Regions from separate parts of the Mus musculus genome. Here regions 1 and 3 are each linked to region 2. A link is a contact called in public Hi-C and promoter capture Hi-C data. All regions are on one chromosome and are shown on one strand. The core of a region is the stretch at or near the end of the contact, and the rest is flanking DNA. Distances in the headings are between cores, read along the strand shown. Region 1 overlaps Eps15l1 (epidermal growth factor receptor pathway substrate 15-like 1). Region 2 holds the start of Ifi30 (interferon gamma inducible protein 30). Region 3 holds the start of Zfp963 (zinc finger protein 963).

Region 1 (2,733 bases), core at 3-2,502, 1.6 Mb after region 2:
GAGCTACTATACTGAGCTCACTACAGGGGTGATGTGTCAATCATTTATATACCTAGAGACCTGGCCTGAGTCCTTTAGGTGATCAAAGAGTGGACCTTCAGCCAAGTGAGGGCCTGGGAGTTGTTCCCACCCACTTACTACCACAGAGGCCCGGTAGGAAGGCCCAGTCTTTCTGGGCTTACATCCTGCAGGTCCCCCAGAACCTCCACTGTCCAGATTGTGACCCACCTCTGGTGAGGCATTTACTCGTTAATGAATATCAGGCCACAGGACACCCACTGGATCCACCTTGCTGAGTGCAAAAGGGTGGGTGTGCTGAGGTAGGCACTATTTCTATTTTCAAACTGTTCTGCCAAATCTTCCCTCAACAACAGCCGGCCTCAGGCTGCTGAAACCAGCTGGATTAGCATGGGTTCCTCCACCGCCTGGGAAGGCAAACCCATACAGTATATGGGTGCCTCCCTCCCTCAGCCAGCATAGATCTACAGCAGCCACTGGTTATCCCGAGCCCTGGGACAGACCCTCCAGGGTGCCATAGCAACAGCAGAGCAGTGAGTGCCCTGAGTGTGTGGGGGCTGGGGGCTGCTTCAATGCCTTCCGGCCATCCTGGCTGCTAGCGAACACCAGAACCTTCCTGAAATGGAACAAGTACATTCCTTTCTATACTCTCCAGTGTACCCAGCGCATTATCTCTTTGCCACCATCGTGGGAACGGAATTAAAGTAGTTATATTCAGGGCAGAGGTGCTAACCACAGGCTCAGACAGTGATGCCATTTGACAATACGAAGTAACAAGGGGCTTGGGCATAGACAGGACAGCCAGCAGCACCAGGGCCCTGACCCGCAGGTTCCATCCTCTTCCTGGGATCTCACAGAAAGGCTGAAAGTTCACAGGATTGGGCTGCTTACAATCCTAAATATTCCCTGTGCCTGTACCCTGCTGACCCTGTGAGAAAGCCTTGGCCATTCTGCATAGATAGCATGTGGGTGGGGGAGGACTTTTCTGCTCGAGGAGAATGACTTTTTGCGGAGGAATTCAATACACAGGCTAGACCATTCTTATGTAGCTTGGGAATGGGCTGCTCACTAACACAAGCACTCTCAGTGGTGCTGTGGGAAAGGGAAAAAAAAAGCTGCCAAAATCTTCCTCCTGTAGGACATCTGGCCTTGCAGATGGGGTGGAGAGGTCATGAGTAGTTATAAAGATGATCATTAACTTAGGGAGAGGTTAAAGGTGACTGGCTGGTGAGTGGGTGTCACTGGGGCAGCGGGTAGGCTCTGCTGGGAGCCGCAGGGCAGCGCTGGCAGGAAGTGGCAGGGTGGGGCCCGCCAGGATCCCGCTATCTCAGGCAACCCAATCACTGACGCCCACACAGCCGTTTCCTGAGCTTAAAAAAATCTGTTTCTCTCTTTGCAAATCAACAACTTTTACCTAGAAACTTCAGCGGTGAGTTCTGACTGATCTCCATCTCCGTCCGTTGAAGAAAATACACCACTGTTTACCTGAGGGAGGCGTGTGCTCACTCCAACTGGCGTGTTTCAGGGCTGTTTTGCATGTGTCTGAAAGCAATCAACTGCTTCAGTCCCAGACACCTGCAGGTTATTTAATACATTGATGGACCTTTCTAGAAAAGATCTCCAGGCAGGAGAATGTAGAGCTTTCAAGACATCCAATTTCTGTGCACATCCCAGCAGCCTAAGGCTCACACTCTGAAGCTTCAAGGAGAAAACTATACCCTTAGCATCAAGCTGCTAGCCACCTCAGCTGCTACCAGCAGCAGTGACTGTCCAGATGCTTAGGGAGACTATTCGACAGACCAAACTGATCTCTGTGAGAGCAGAGACTGAACTCCAAGATAGAACACAACAGCAGAGTAGTGTATAACCCCAGGCCCACACTGACACTCATCCTGGGTAATGATTCTCAGGGGACCCAGGGCTGGCTTTAAATTTGACACCTTAAACATCAACACTTTTCAACAGAAGACATTTTTCTGAATTGTCACCTCATCTGGGTCAGGCCCAGGTGACACAGGTGGCTGTGGGGGGTGAACACATAATACAATACAGATCCCACACAACACCACCATGCCAAGTGCTTTACTGACATCTTGGACTCAGGGCTGCCCAGGGACATCTGCCTGGGGCCTTCACATTCCCCAAAGCAGCCTGACTGAACAACCCCTTAGAGTTGGATAGGTAGCCCAGAGCCCACTAGCTCCTTCAGGTTAGAAAAGCCCAGGTAGGAAGGTGGTGGCCTAAGAGCTCTCTCACATGCAGGGCAGCAGGACTGCAGAGAAGCCACTGTCTCTCCTGACTCCTGAGCCAGGTAAAGCATGTCTTGGGAAGCACTGTGGCATGCTTTCTCCATCAGAAGGCCGACCATCCCTGGAGGTCCTTGGGCAGGCACCCTCACCTCATCTATCTCCTCCTAGCCATGCTGGGACCAGCCCACTGCAGAGTTCCACATCTGTCTGACATCCCAAGGGACTGAGCAATGGGGTGTGACCAGCTAAAGGTATTTATTGCTGTACACTGGTCATATGGTTTTCCCCAATGGAAATTGGGTAGGCAGAAAACCACCATCCAAAAACAGTGTATAATGGGGCAGGAGGATGGTTGAGTTCCCAGTCACCATAGAGATCCTGTCTCAAACACCATAAAATAAGATAAAGTTTCCACTTTGGCTTCTGAGCGAGTGTAGCGGTGGAGCTGGTCAATGTGCACTGTTGC
Region 2 (2,700 bases), core at 24-2,523:
TCCCAATTGCTGGGACTAAAGGCGTGCGCCACCACCGCCAGGCTTTTTTTTCCCCCTCTGAGGTTTTCGAGACTCTAGATCCTGTTCCGCAATCACAGTTTATCTACAAAACGGAACCTGACAGGCTCTCAAACAGTAGGTGCTCAGCGAATGCACAATCTTTAACTATATTCAGGAAGTGCTAAGACAACACTAGCACCCGGGAGGCAGAGGAAGAGTTCCAGGCCAGCCTGCTGTACATAGTGAGTTCCAGGACAGTCAGCCCTACACTGAGACTCTGTCCCCTCCATTAACAAAACAGAAAACCAAACCAAATCAAAATAAAGTAAAATAAAGTAAAAGAAAAAAAAAAGATATGCATATTTCTAGTTGCTGCTCTCTCGCTCAGCTTTGTCTGTTCAGAGATGCACACTCTGAAGCCAAATACATGCTCTCTCGCTTGATCTCTCTCCGTCCCTCCTCCCTCCCCACCTCTGTAATTTTGCGCATCACAGCGATGCCTTTCACCCACGAAGACTCTATTCTTCCTCTCCAGGGACCCAGGGAAACTTCACCCAGTCTGATGCCCGACTAGACACAGAAGGTGCCTGATGCGTGCAGAGACTTCCGGTCCCCGGGGAGGGCGGGCCGAGTCTGAGCAAGGATCTAGGCGTGCGGGGCATGTGTTTGCTCCAGGTCAGAAGCACGCTAGCCCCCTCTCTTCTTCGGCTGGAACGCACACCGTAAGCGACAAGAATTGTGTGAGGGTGGAGACCAGACAGTGATTCAACAGGTCTGGAGCAGAACACCCCCCCTCACACACATACACACACCCCGTGCGCGTGCCCATCCCTCAGCTCTTCACTCAGACATATCCGGTAGGTGGTTGATAAATGCTCAGGCAAGGCGGGCAGGGGATAGCTGCATTTTTCAGACCTGAGATGGGGAAGAGAAAGGACGTGGACACGGTACTCAGAGTTCAGGGACTGGATTAGGGGTGGCGGCCCTGGGCGTGACAGCTTTCCCTGAAGACATTGGAGTTCCCCAAAACGAGTTCACGGAATAAGTGCAGAGAAGTCCCTAAGCTGACAGACTGGCGGGCATCTGACCCTGGGCCCCTTCCTGCGTTGCGGTCCCTACCTTGCAGGTGGTTGTGCCTTCGGAGGATGCTTGCGAAAGGGACGCAGTGGCTGCTCTGGGAACCTCGAGTGGGAACAGCAGAAGCAGAAGGGACAAAAATGGTAGGATCGGAGACCAGGACATGGCTGCGGAGGAAAAAGCTGGCAGGACTGCTTGGTCAGGCCAGGAAGGCGGGAGACTTTAAGCAAGTGGAGGCCCCACCCACTAAGTCCACGCCCCATCCAGGCTCCTTCTAACCCTGGGACTCCTTTCCTGAAGGCTCCGCCCCAGCCAGGTGCTGGTCCCAAATCACGAGGCCACAAGACTCTGTCCAGCCTCCAGTCCTCCGCGGCTAGCATGTCTGGTCACGTGAAGTTTTTGGATCAGGCATGGGAAGGGGGACTCCAGACAGTGACGACCAGACCGAGGGACAGGAGGCTCATGTTCTTCCCCAGAGCCCAGCGGAGGTGGGGGAGTGACACATTCTCATCACTAATTCTTACTGCCATGACTCCAGGTCACAGCAAGCCAGCCCCGCCCGCCCGGCACATCCCCCCACCTCCGCTGATTCAGGCCACAGCAAAGAAGCTAGCTTAGGCAGGGCAACTTCCCATCTCTGGTTCTGGGCCCTGGCTTGGGTTGAGGACATAGCTGAGGTACTTGCTTCCAGCAACTGAGTGTGAGACTGGAGATGTGCCTGGACTCCAGACACTGTCCTTTTCCATCAGCTGCGGTTTCCCAGTCTGTGAAATGGGGTGCTAGTGACACATGACTGTGGATAGAGTCGCCAGGAAAGGATCATGCTGTGAGAGCCTCTGCACCAAGTCAGTTTGAGAATTGAACCCTGGGTCCCTGGAGCAGTGACAGGCCACAGAACAGCAGCACCAGCAGGAAAAGTTCCAGCTCCAAGCGTGAGAAAACCGGGTTTTCTGTGTAGGAGACAGCAAGCTAGAGGGGATGGCGATTTGGGATGGCTACATGCTGAGTTCTGTTCTAACCAAGTCTTGATTCCAACCCTCACCCCTCTGCAAGCTGGGCAGAGACCACCCCTGAGGCCACGAGTACGGATAACATTTGTTTTCTCTTTTGTTGATTTGTCTCCCCAGCTAATAAGCTTGTGATTGTGCCTCAGCTTCCCAGGCTCTGGGGTCACAAGGTGCTGTTTGTCTTAGGTCACTTGCAGGATGCAGCATGGACCAAGGCCAACTGAACCCATAGGGTAGTGGGTCAGGGACGGGTTCTGTCCGTTACTGTCCTAGCTGAGCCTAAACGCGCTGGAGGGGGAATGGGAGCACTTGGCAAAGTACTCATGGGCTTAAGTCTTGATGTGTTCCTACCCTAGTGCAGGACTTTTGCTAATGAGCACAGATCCTGGGGTCTGGTCAGCAAGTGTGCAGAGGGCCAGAGCTTGGTCTCCCCTCACAAATCAGGGAGACTAGGGACAGGCGACACCCGCCTGGGTGGCTGGGAGGTTGTTGCCTTTCTTCCTGATGAGGAAGTTAAGGACGACATGGGCGTCACAGCTTGTGTCTGTCCGAGCACCCTGGAGCTGGGGCAGCAGAAGAGGGGCTGTTCTTGGGTTTAGGGTCCCTGGCAGGCCAG
Region 3 (2,700 bases), core at 45-2,544, 1.0 Mb before region 2:
GGAGACACAAAGAGAAGCATATACTAAATTTCACAAAGATCCTTGGATGAAGATAAATTTCTTTTTCAAAAATGAATCAAGCCAGGCACGGTGGCACAGGTCTTTAATTCCAGCACTTGGGAGTCAGAGACGAGGGATCTCTGTGAACTCAAGGCCAGCCTGAGCTACATGGCAAATTCCCATACAGCCAGGAATACATAGAGCAGTCACTCTAAACCTTCCTAACGCTGCGGCCCTTTGATACATTTCCTCATGTTGAGGTGACTCCCAACCAAAAAATTATTTTTGTTGCTATGTTATAATTGTAATGTTGTAACTGAGCAGTATCTCAGTTCCTAAAGCCATTGGGAATTAGTGTTTTCTGATTGTCTTAACCGAAAGGTAAAGAACCACTGACACAGAGAGATCCAGTGTCCAGAAAAAAGAAAAAAAAAATCAAATAAGAATATGCACTGGCCTAGTAAATAGAAGACAACACCAAGATGTTGCTTTCCTCAATTTACACTATAAATTCAAAACACAATCCCAACAAGAATGCTAACATCTTGTGTAACAGCAGAAAGCCGTTCTAAGGTTTATATGTAAAGGGGGAAAAAAAACCCTCAACGTTCCAGACAATTCTAAATAAATAGTACACAAATAAAAGATTTTATCTTTACAAAGAAATTTAATGATCATAATAGTGTACGAATATTTGGAAACTAATTTATCTACAAAACAGTATAAAAAAAGAACCTCACAAAATAGTCAATGTTCTTTTAAAAGAGCAAATTAAACTCAGGAGAGTAATTGTCTTCACAAATACTATCCAACATAGGCATAAATAAGCAAAAACTTAAGAGTTTACAACTCCCACAAAAGTATTTCAAAGTGGACTCTCCACCAATATGTGAAGACAACTCAGGGGAACCGGCAGGACCTTGAGTTCAGCAAACAGCCTCAGGGTACAACACAAAAACCACTTCGTGGCCGTGACGTCACCGACACGGAGGGCGGGGCCTCCCCTGCGGCGCCCTGAGCTCTGCGCAGACGCGGCCGAAGGGCGGAGCGACACAGCCGCAGCGACCTAGTCGCCGCCAACCGCAGCGGGCCTAACGCCGCACAAGCGAAGAGCTACCGATAGCTGCCACTCCTCTCCACCTGGGACAGCGGCCCTGCGCTCACCATGTCGCGGCTTCCGAGCTGCCCGTGCTCCCCTCACAGCGGCGGCCACAGCGCAGCACACGCACCCACGGGGCCTCCCTGAGCCACGGAGTTCAGTCTACAACACGGCGGACAGAGAAAATCCGCCTCCCACTGCCCTACCTCGCTCTTGATTGAGTGGTGTAAGCTTGAAGGCCCTGATTGGCTAGGTCCGCCCAGCGACTGCTGATTGACAGCAGGAGCTGAAGTGATGACCAGGCAGTCTCTGCCCTGGACTGCCTGCCTTTTACTCCAGCATATGGTCAGGAGAATTTACATTGACGCAGAACTTGTTCTTGTTCTTGGAGAGCTGGGCCCTGCTGTCTCAGTGAACTCGGCAAGCACTTCCTAGTCTAACAGGGTACCAGATGGTTCTCGTAAGCAGTCCAGTTACCAACTCAGTGTCTAATACAATGGCCCCTGTGCCTCAGACCTAGGAGGCCAGTCAGACCACTCTGGTTCCAGTTGATACTGAGAGGTTGAGAGCACATGCTGCTCTTCAGAGGACCCAAGTTCAATTTCCAGAACCCACATCGGGTGACTCCAAACTGTCTGCAAATACGGCTGCTTAGAGAACCCAGGACCACCAGTCCAGGGATGGCCCCAGCCACAATGGGCTTTCCCCCCATTAATCTCTAATTTTTAAAAATGACCTCACAGGCTTGCTTACAGCCCAAGCTCATGGAGACATTTTCAATTGAGGCTCCCCACTCTGATGACTCAAGCTTGTGTCAAATTGACATAAAACTAGCCTGCACAAATAAACATACCCAATGCAAACAAACAGACAAAATTAGAGTTGATAAAAAAAAAAACAGGAGCTGGAGAGATCGCTCAGTGATTAAGGGCACTTGCCTGACATAGTTACATTTCTGTTGCTATGATAAAACTTCATGATTGAAGTGACTTATAAAACAGTTTAACCAGGCTTAGAGGTGCAGTGTGTAACAGTCCATGCTGGTATTGTTAAGGCTTGGCCACAGGCTGAGGACTCACACCTTAATCCACTGAGAATGGCACAAGTCTTTTAAAACCTCGAAGACCACCTCCACCACCAAGGCTGCACCCAATTCTTCCCAAACAGTTCCATCACTGGGGACCAAACACTGAAACATGGCCTATGGAAGCCATTCTCATTCAAACCACCTCCTTCCACTCCCTGGCCCCCATAGACCATACTATAATGCAAAATGCATTTGGTTCTCCGTCAAAAGTCCCCATAGACTTTCACAGTCTCAACATTATTTAAAGGTCCAAATATCTTCTAAGGCTCAAGACAATTCTCTCCTTGGCGGATGTCTCATGGCTCTAGGATCTCCACTGAAATCCAGGTTTGAATTCCAAAATGACTCACAATAGCTTCTCAGTACCTTCCATGCAGGGACTACACTGCCATACACTCTCCATAGTTACAGACTTGACTCTAAAGTCAGAACCACACAGACATCATGGCCAAATTCTGCTGCCTTCTTGGGATGGAGCCTGGCCCCACTGAATCACATTTGCAGCCGTTTTCCT

The links. Promoter capture Hi-C pulls out the DNA fragments that hold promoters and counts their contacts. A called contact is a pair of places that touch in the nucleus more often than the background predicts.
Region 1: a Hi-C map of B cells shows a contact between it and region 2, with 6 read pairs. The contact joins the enhancer-like site here to the promoter of Ifi30 in region 2. A contact is called at or near these places in 2 of 39 promoter capture datasets (liver and pre-B cells), 1 of 484 Hi-C or Micro-C datasets (B cells) and 1 of 9 other capture datasets (adipose tissue).
Region 3: a promoter capture Hi-C map of liver shows a contact between it and region 2, with 4 times the contacts expected there. The contact joins the promoter of Zfp963 here to the promoter of Ifi30 in region 2. A contact is called at or near these places in 3 of 39 promoter capture datasets (cranial neural crest, liver and pre-B cells).

The regions. Positions count from the first base shown.
Region 1 is chr8:72,353,154-72,355,886 of GRCm38.p6, forward strand. The region is part of intron 22 of Eps15l1 (epidermal growth factor receptor pathway substrate 15-like 1); the gene reads right to left. Among named protein-coding and RNA genes, the nearest start is that of Klf2, 35 kb to the left of the region's middle. Within about 2 kb of position 1,253, at least 99 of the 459 cell types and tissues checked have an H3K27ac peak or open chromatin away from gene starts, as enhancers often do. A contact at or near this core is called in B cells, adipose tissue and liver, where this site is marked.
Region 2 is chr8:70,765,390-70,768,089 of GRCm38.p6, forward strand. It overlaps Ifi30 (interferon gamma inducible protein 30), which reads right to left and starts at 1,274. Exons shown (of 8, transcript NM_023065.3): 1 at 1,120-1,274. The coding sequence starts at 1,242. 6330537M06Rik (a long non-coding RNA gene) reads left to right here. Exons shown (of 2, transcript XR_003947402.1): 2 at 536-2,186.
Region 3 is chr8:69,748,668-69,751,367 of GRCm38.p6, forward strand. Zfp963 (zinc finger protein 963) reads right to left here and starts at 1,295. Exons shown (of 4, transcript NM_001200023.1): 1 at 1,165-1,295. The coding sequence starts at 1,167.